Regions from separate parts of the Mustela erminea genome. Here region 1 is linked to region 2. The links are chromatin contacts, called in public Hi-C maps. All regions are on one chromosome and are shown on one strand. Each heading gives the region's core, a stretch centred on a gene start, on an enhancer-like site or on the middle of the called end of the contact. The rest is flanking DNA. Distances are from core to core; before and after follow the strand shown.

What was found. A called contact is a pair of places that touch in the nucleus more often than the background predicts.
Region 1: a contact with region 2 is called in a Hi-C map of fibroblasts, with 4 times the contacts expected there. The contact joins the promoter of MAP4K5 here to the promoter of VCPKMT in region 2. A contact is called at or near these places in 2 of 3 Hi-C or Micro-C datasets (fibroblasts and spleen).

What each region holds. Positions count from the first base shown.
Region 1 is chr5:99,390,289-99,395,201 of mMusErm1.Pri, forward strand. MAP4K5 (mitogen-activated protein kinase kinase kinase kinase 5) reads right to left here and starts at 1,714. Exons shown (of 33, transcript XM_032344182.1): 1 at 1,548-1,714; 2 at 225-441. The coding sequence starts at 332.
Region 2 is chr5:99,078,987-99,083,880 of mMusErm1.Pri, forward strand. VCPKMT (protein-lysine methyltransferase METTL21D) reads right to left here and starts at 1,325. Exons shown (of 8, transcript XR_004285976.1): 1 at 516-1,325; 2 at 314-424; 3 at 74-146. It overlaps SOS2 (son of sevenless homolog 2), which reads right to left. Exons shown (of 22, transcript XM_032344177.1): 21 at 4,007-4,116; 22 at 1,422-3,147. The coding sequence ends at 2,638.

The DNA of each region.
Region 1 (4,913 bases), core at 464-2,963, 310 kb after region 2:
TTTGCAAAGGTGTGGTTAGTTTTGCGTGTTGGTGGCGATCAGAGCAAGCAATGAACACAGGGTGCTCTGAGCTCAGTAAAAAAGGAACCCAGGCCGCTACATCCCCAAGATGCAACAATAAAGGCATCTTCCCCACGTCTCATACTCCGCCAGAAAGTGGCCCTATTCCCGAGAGCCAGCCGACCTCAGGAAAGGAGCCCGGCCCCGGGCCCGGCCTGCCTCACCTTGTAGACGTCCCCGTAGGTGCCGCTGCCGACCCTCTGGACGAGCTCGTAGTCCTGCTGCGGGTTCCGCCTCAGGATGTCCGCGGCAGGCCGCAGCGGGGCCTCCATCTTCGCTCAGGGCCCGGCCCCCGCCGGCTCAGCCCGCGGCGCCCCGATTCCCGCTAACGAGGACGAGCGGCGCCGCTTCCCAACATGGAGCCTCTGCCCGCAGCTCCGCCTGCACGAGGGACAAGCAACCACTACAACCCCGAGCGGCCCAGCCCCTTCCCTTCCGCCCCGCCGGGGGCCGCGGACAAGCGGGCCTAGGAGGGTCCCCCGCGCCCCGCAGTCGCGGCCCGGTCGCGGCCCTTCCCCCTCCTGGCCGCCCGCGAACAGCCCGGCCGGTCTCCCCGCCCGCCGGGAGCCGGGGGCCCGCTCGGTATCCGAGGGGGGCGGCCCCGCTCTTTGTTGAGCGCCGAGTCTGGGACCTACTTCCTCGCCGGCGCCCGCGTCCCGCTTTCCCGGCGCCCGCCGGCCACTCCAGGTCTCCGGGCCGCCGCCTCCCGCCGCACCGCACGTCCTCTCGCAGGCGGCGGAGGCGCGTACCGTCGCCGCCGCCGCCGCCGCCGCCGCCGCCGCACCACGTCCCCCACCCGGGGCTGCGTCACCGGGTGAAACGTTCCCGGCCAGCGTGGGTCGGCGCCCAGCGGCCCGCCCGAGCGCGCCGGCCGCGGGACCAGAGTGCCGCCCTGAGGCCTGGTCGGGACACGACACCCTCCCGGCCGCCAGGCCGCCGGGCCCCCCCGGCCGGGCGCGTCCTTTCGGGGCCCGGGCTGTGCTACCCGCGGAGATTACGGACGCCCGCGGGCATTCTTGAACCGACGGGCCTCCGCTAAACCGCCCCCAGCTGCGTCAGGTAAATCTGGAGGGTGACGGGTACAGGGACAAGGGTGGGCACGAGGGCAGCCTTTCCAGTTCAACACGGAAAAGGTACGCTGAGGGCACTGGGCCAGAAGTAACCTGGCCGTGGGGCGCCAGGGAAGGAGGTGGGGGAGTGCCGGGTGAACTAAGCCGCGGCACACCCTACTGCACCTTCCTGTTTTGCAAATCATTGCCAGTGGTACCAGTTTGAGGCTTCCCTGCACACCTGCACAACCTGTCTTCTGCCGAGTTTTTTCCACGACATTTCTGCAAGCCTGAATTCCCAGAAAGTCTCAGTGGCCTTTATCCCTGTTGGGCACCGCGCGGTGCCTCACCGCGGGGATTGCTCCTTGAATGAGACCGGGTGTTCTGCAGAAGCGAAAACAAAAGCAGAGACCGCAAAGGGATTCTGAATCTACTTACCTTCTCAGTATGTGATCTGGGACAAGACATCATATTTGGTGGTATCTCAGTATCGTTATCTGCAGCTTGAAGAGGATAAGGTTTTGCATCTGACATCCAAGAGAGTGTTTATAAGGCATTTTACAGGATTATAAAAAAGGTTGTCAAATGGAAGAGGTTATGCTTCACAGTGCCCAGAATATGGAACAGGAGTTCGAGGAAGTAATTTGGCTGGTGTTTCACAAGCTCTTTTGCAGTTTCGGGTCCAGCCCTGTTCTGAAAGTAGAAAGAAAGTTGCCAGATTTATGTATACTGGCAAAGGTATTTTTAGAGTTCAGTAGAGGCTTTGAACAGAAAAGCCAGAGAAACACTCAGCCAATGCATTTAGTAACTGAAAAATCACAGAAGAGCAGGTTGCAGATGGTGGGCTTGTGGTTTAGAACATCCAATTCAATTCTGTTCTTGGGCAATACACTCCTTGTTGGTGACCATTGTAATTAACTGTATAATGTAGAAATTAAATTTATACCTTAACAGGACAAGGAATATATGTATTTTCTTGTGCTTTGCGCACAAAGGGCACTTATTTAGGGAACATAAGTAAGCTCAGACTTACATGCTCTATGGACAAAGCCTATGTGTTTGCTGCATTGAAAAAATTGTTGAAGAACAGTTCCTTCTTTCAAAGCTTCTTGGCACTTGTTTTGGTGGGCACATACTTTTGGCTTCAATGACTCAAAATCTTTTCAAATGTTCTATTGGTATCCTAGTACTTGTTTACTGTCGTAGATTCTTTCTTTCTTCCTTTGACCCTATAAGCATTGATCCTTTCTCTAGTCTGAAATTTATTCTTACTTATTTATACTTGAGTTATTCCAGAGAATTTGAGGCAGCATACAGAAAATACATACTATACTACAAGGTAAAAGTAAATAAATGAAGAAATAGGTAGCTGCTAAATAGGTATGCTACTAAAGAGAGGGAAAATAGGATACCAGAACAATGCAAAAAAATTGGTCAAAGCAGAGGGTTTTATAGTGGTTTTGAGATCACAATGAAGCAATTGATCAAGCGAGCCACATCTTGTTCTGATACGAAGACTTTAGAAAAGTGTTTACCTCATGAGCCTGCATAAATTGGAAACTCTGAATTCCCGGTTTGAAACAAGGATAAATATCTGATAATCCTTCAAGGATGCTATTCTTGAAACACAGTGTTTGATATGAATCGGGCAATAAAAAGTCTGAGGTCATAGGCTTCAACAGCGGAGTGCAGCTGTTTTTATGTTGCCAGCAATGGCAGATCCATATGCTTTGACCATCAACCCGGACGTGGACAGCATGGAAAAAATTGAAATTCTACGTGGTACTTAAAAAAATGTGTCTGTTATAATCATTACTTGTACCACAATTGATGCAAACAGGAAAACATTTGCTTTATTCCAACTCCAAAAGAATCTTAAGGATTTAAAAATACTGGTTGAGTTCATTTAAACAAGATCAGTGAATTCATAGCTAGTGAGTTAAATATTACATGGTTGGCAGAGAAATTCAAGTTCAGTTTCCATAAAATAAACATATGGTACATAAATTTAATTTTACAGCCTAAACAATCAAGCACATAGTTTCAATAATAAAAAGAAATAATGTGGGGCACCTGGATGGCTCAGTCGGTTAAGCGTCTGCCTTTGGCTCAGGCCAGCATCTCAGGGTCCTGGAATGGAGTCCCAAGGGGGCTTTTTGCTCAGTGGGGAGTCTGCTTCTCCCTCTCCCTTTGTTCTTGCTCTCACTCTCTCTCTCCCAAATAAATAAATAAAAGCTTTTTAAAAATCTTTGAAAAATAATGTAATATAAAGAAAATAATAATTAAAAAATTGTAGCTCACAGGAGAGTTTCTTACAAACTACACAATATTATAACAAGGTATGGAATAAGAATAAATATAGCCTGATAGGCCCTTCATCCCAGCTTCAATATCATGTATTTTTTCTGTCTTTATGATACCTGACGTGTAAATATCTTCCAGATTTTATTCTTATCTATATAATGGCCTATAATGGTTCTTCGGTAAAATGCTAATTATAATCTGTGGTTTCTGGCTTCAACTTTATCCAGTACTGAAATAAACAAAAGCAAAAACGGGGACATAAAATTTTTTAACTTCTACCTGGTAAGGTTCACAAGTTACTAGCTAAGATAGAAAGACTAATTAAAACTCTTAAGTGTGACAGAACAGAGCATGAGGACAATAATTTTTGTGTATGAAACATATAGGCTTAACCTATATAATCTCCTGATGAACCTCCCAGCATCACCTAGTTGCAAAATGTTACTCTGGGTGATTGAGTTTATTGCTCCATGGATTTGTTAGATATAAATTAATTAAATCTTGGGAGACATCTGCCACAATTATGATTTAGATTTTCAAATAGTTCAGCTATTCTTTCTGTTACTAATTAGGGTCAGTTGTCTATTGATGAGCTGTGTTTTCAAAGTATAAAAGAATTCTATTTTGAATTCTGGACAGCAGTAGAACATGTATTTCATTCAGAATCAGTATCAGGTCATTATGATGAGAGTTTTAAAAAAAGAAGAATTGGGGGTCCCTGGCTAGTTCCGTCGATGGAGCTCGTGACATTTGATCTCAGGGTTGTAGGTTTGAGCCCCACTTGGGAATTACTTAAAAATGAAATCTTTTAAAAATATAGGAGTAAATAAGATTTTTTTTTAAAATAAAAAAAGAGTTGAGGAAGGCAATGAGCATTCCTTTTTTTATCCAGCTTGAAATGATCATCTGATATGTTAAAATGCTTTTTTTATTAACCTTGATTCCCAGGGTGGATTTTAGGTTTTTATGAAGACTGGTAGCAGGGTTCCCGTATTCGGTTCTCAACTTGGTTCTACCTGTGTATTCAGTAGCTAAGAAAGAATGTAAGTTATAAATAATCCTGTTGTTCCTTGTTGATTTCCTCACAGTATAATAACATTCAGAAGAGATGCTTCAAGTTTGCTTGCACGTCATATAAACTAGTTTTCCAAGAAGCCCTAATGTATAGAAGAGACTACCTTGCATGGTTGTGGCCCGATCCTACAGCTGTATCACTCTTATCTAACTAGCTCTCTTTTTCCTTGCCCCTTTAAGATGTGTATGATAAGGGCATCCCCCTGTTGCTAGTCTCATGGTGTTTCATTCTCCCTTATTGGTTCCTTTAACCCTGTCCTCATTTTTATAAATAGTCCTTTCATTAGATTCTCTTTCTGCACTCTATCTTTCTTGCCAGAACCCTGATTGATAATTACGGGAATTGGAAGAAGCCTCAGGAAAGAAACCCTTGCTTTGTGGGATGGTATTACTCACATAATCTGATGATTACATGCATCAATCTCT
Region 2 (4,894 bases), core at 75-2,574:
AAGCGTGCACTCTGGAATCCACAAATTATGGTATAAACTCTAAAGATAGACACTTCACTCACTGAATACTCACCTCTTCATAGTATATGCAGTCGGCCATCAGTATATAGTCTGGAGGAGAAGGAAAGTCTTCTATTTCTTCCCCCCTTAAAAATATCAACCAAAATATTTAACTGTTGCTTTAATAATTTAAAACACTGTTTTATAAACAAGTTCTGGAAAGTCCCCTTCGTATTAACTATGGTTGTAGTGAAATGCAATTTAAAGCAAAATAGAATCGTTATCTTAAAACAAGCTGAAAGGCCATACAAACCATTTCAGTACCTTGGCTTGAACAGAACCAGTGACAAGATGCTTGTTCATATTAATATTCATCTTCAGCAAGTCCTGCAATTCCTCAAGATCTGTGACCACAACATCAGCCCTATAAAATAACGTGAAGTGTAGGCACAAGCGTGGTAAACCAGCAATCCGGATTTCCCGAACAAAGCAGCCCCCCCTGTACCAGCTCTTACCCGAGGGTAGCAGCCATGAGCCCTACGGCCCCAGTGCCGGAGCCCAGCTCCAGCACGGACCGCCGGCTCAGAGCGTGGGCCCCATCCCCGGAAAACCCGGGGGTTTCTAGGTACTTAGAAAGGACAATGGCAGCGTCCCAAACAACGCAGCCCACGCCGCCGGAGCCATACTGCTGCAGTCGTAACACCGTGCCATCTCGCTTTTCCAAAACTCGAACAAAGTTCCGCAGTGGGTCCTCCGCGGACTCCAAAGAAGCCGCCATCGCTGCCGGGCAACAAGATGTGGCGCGTGCAGTGACGTCACAGCCACATGCACCGCCCCAAGACCGGCCTGAAGAGGGCCCGGCGCCTCCTAGTGGCGAAGTTGACACCATTGCGCATGCGCAAAAGTACAGGGCCGAGAAGGCAGCATTACCTGGGCGTGGTGGAGCACCAGGCCACACGCTTCTTGGTGTTGGTCAGGCTCACTCCTCTAAATTTAGCCTGGCTTTACAATCGGGCAGTTTACTTCACTCTTCCAAACAAAGCTAATATTGTCACCTCTTTAAAAAACAAAGGCAAACTCAAGACTGTTTTTACCTGGAGACCAATTTTACTCGGTAGTTACTGGCCTTAAATCCAGGCAGCTTCCAAGGTCCTACCAGGGAGGCTACAATCCTCTTTTATCAAGGGTTTCCTACCATGCTCCTAATTCTTCATCTGAATGCATAGAAATGGTTGCTGGAAGCTTGCTGATTGCATTTTAACAGTTAAGACAAAGTTATCCTAATAAAATTTATATCACTTAAATTCCTTGGGATTATATAAATTGCACAAATATTGAAAATAATGTGGTTGTATGTATTTACACAGAACTCAAGAATATCTCCACTTGTTCCTTATAATGAAAACACGTATTTAAAAGTCTTTTAAAAATTAAGACTGGGGTGATTTATTAATCTTGTTAAGAACTCTGATACAAAGCACAGTAAAAGGCCACAGACCAGTAAATAAACAAGGTGGCTTCTGGCTACTTTACAACTGCTGCTACAGCACTATCAGCAAAACACGCTTTTTCATCACTTTGAACCCAGGAGTCCAAATGGCAAATAAAACTTTTACTCACTTCTCTGAATAAAAAGTTTAATAAAGCTTTAAGTATGTTTGTTTGCTGATTTAAATGTTACCAATCTAAAAAAAAAAATTTTTTTTTTAATTTTAGTTTACATGAGATTTATAGAGAAAGTTGCTAGGTTTTGAGGGCAAGGCAGTTGGTTCCTAGGCCATAAGAAAGTTTCCTCTGAATTTCTGAATTAGTAAAGTAGCAGATTGTAGTACAGGCCTGGAGTCACTTAAATTTACATAGGCTATTAGCATTATTTTTAAATATACATTATAAACAAAACTGTACATACATGGCATATTAATTTTGTTTTCCAAAACAATAGGCAACTCATTAGAGCTAAAGACATCATAGTCTGCAAAAACAAAAGGCACATCTGAATGAGATACATGCCCTTTTTCCCTCTATGATTGGTTAGGTAGTCTGTATGCATTTTGACAAAATAATAAACATTTACAGTGCATTCTATTATTTTCATTCTATTTTCCGTTTTTTGTCTTCAGCAGCAAATTCTGGCATTTAAGACATGGCATTAAAGAGTTTAAGAACAGTGGGTGTTTTTCACAATTCTCCTAAATGTAAAAACTTGAAGATGGTCAAAGAGTTTTAAAAATCAGTAATACCATACACCCCCTATATTTGTGTAAATTCATTGCCTTAAAAAGGCATCTATTACCCAAATTTGAAAAATTCCACAAATGCACTATCCCCTTTCAGTGCAATCAATGTCACTTTAAACCGTATTTTAGCAGAGTCTACAGTGCAAATATAAATTCTTTATACTGGCCTTTTGGCAGCACTGAGGATCCAAGACAAGGCAATGCTACTGATCACCTGAGGATAATGATAAAGGACTTTTGTATTTTTATTTTTCCAATATTTAAAAGCTTATTTGATCAGTAGCATTTTTGTAAGAGCATTATTTGTAAAAAGTACTAAAATACTATGACCTTTTTGAATAAATTAAAAAAAACCCTTTACAAATACCATTCCAGTGTCAATGACTACATATGGCTAAGGTCATTGAGGAGTTTCCGCATTTTCTAGCAAAGGCAGTCTGTATGACGGAGGGTGCGAAAGCTCCCGTTTATAAGTCTTTGGTGGCAGTTTTGGTAGGTGAGGGCTTGAATTCTGCCTTGGTGGAACAGGAGGAGCTTGAGGATGAGCAAGGTTGTTGTGACTAGAACTGAGCATGTAGCATCGACGTGGTACTCTCGGAGAGGGTGTGCTGGGAGGAGTATTTGGCGAATTTGGACAGGTACTAACGTCTCTGAACCAGTCTGGATCTCTGTGAAGATGTCCTAGTGGAGGTGGCTGAAGATTAAACGGACAGTTTATGAAGTGTTCTGGAGGCCGAAGGGGAACTGGTGGAGGGGTATCAGGAAGAGGATCTCTTGGCGGTGGTGGAGGTGGACTATGCAGAGGTCCATCAAATGTACCAGTAGGAGCAGGAACTCTGGGTTTTACCTTTGGAGGAGGAGGCTGTCTTGGTGGAATAGCAGGGGGGTCATCATCAGATTTCGTATTTCCCTCAAAAAAAAAAAAAAAAAATTAACTCACACCTCCATTCTCCTGAAAAATCTGTTAAGCTTTAAAATACTGAAAAATTCTTGTTTAGTTATATCCAAGAGCTCAAAATAGGTTAATCTGATTTAATGATCAGATTCATGAGTAAAATACTCCCCATTTAATTTGGTGCCTAGTTTAATATTTTTATATATAAGATATTTTAATTGAAATCTTAGAACATAAAGCCTCAGGTTATCTTGCTTTATACTCCTTTCAAAAATTTACACACTTTAACTATAATAGGCAAGTGAGTGAAAGGAATACATAGCTTTGTACACATTAAAGGACATGATGTCAAGGGAACTCAATGTCCAGCTTCTGCTTTCTGGCCATCTACTTCAACTTTCCCCAGTGAGGCTTACTGTGGTGGTTCTCAAAGTGTGATCCAGGGAACAGCAGCATCAGTACTAGTAGGGAACTTGCTTAAAAAATGCAGATTCCTGGGTCCCACCCTAGACCTACTGAATGGGAACTCTACAATCTGGTTTTAACAAGCCTCCCAGGGAATTCTGATGCAGCCTAAAGTTTGCAAAGTACTGGTTTAAAGTTTGAAGAATGCTTTGAATACTAAAGTTTTTCCCCTTTCTACCAGAAAGGAAACTTATGAGTATCTGTGAATCTGCCCAGCCTCTTTTTAGAAAAAAATATTAACGAGAAATGAGCAGTTGAAGTATTTTTCAAGAAAAAAAAAAGTGTTTAAAAATCATAAAGGGTAGCCAAATTATAATTGACAGACTATTATAAGAATAAGAATTATTTTAAAGATTCACAACTTGGAATAAGTTGAATAAGTTAAGGCAAACCTAAGTCTGTTGACTACCTTGGAATTTGAAGCATCATGATCAAACTTTTTTCGAGGAGGAAGAGGTGGAGGAATCAGTGGCTCTTCACTTAGCTTGTGTAAACTACCACATGAACTGAAGAAAGACTCTGAGGGTAAAAAAGATTAGTTTAACCACAATTCACAGTGCAAATCATAAGATTTTATTTCAATCTGTTATCACCTCTGCTATAGCAAATGTCAGACTGTACTGTAGTTAACTGTTGGTTTACCTATACTCTCCACTGAACTGTAAGCTTTTTGAGGGCAGTGTGTATTTATTTTTGTATCCCTAGCACTAGCACAGTCGTATTGCCTGGCATATGGCAGATATTATAGCTACATGAAAACATACAATTTAAATAAGATTCATAGTGAGATTCTGTTTCCTGAAAAACCTTTTTAAATCTAAAACACAAAAAGCAAACAAATATATATAAACTGTAGTAACTTCCAGAGAAATATCATACATAATCAGAGACCCTGTGTTTTGTTTTGTTTTGTTTTAAGATTTATTTATTTGTCAGAGAGAGAGAGAGAGAGAGAGAGATAGCGAGCACAGGCAGAGGCAGAGGGAGAAGCAGGCTCCCTGCCGAGCAAGGAGCTCGATGTGGGACTTTATTCCAGGACGCTGGGATTATAATCTGAGCTGAAGGCAGCTGCTTAACCAACTGAGCCACCCAGGCTATAACCTATAGTTACGGACCAATTCTACTTGTTGACCAACACTTGTAATAAAAGCAGTAACCATGTCTTGTTTATCATTATATTAAGACTGGGTTCACAGAAACTAGTTGGGAAAGCTGATGAGTTTAATTTTAAACACATGGAGTGTGAACTCCTTATGTGATATCTAAGTAAAAATGTCAATCTTATTACTCCATGTGA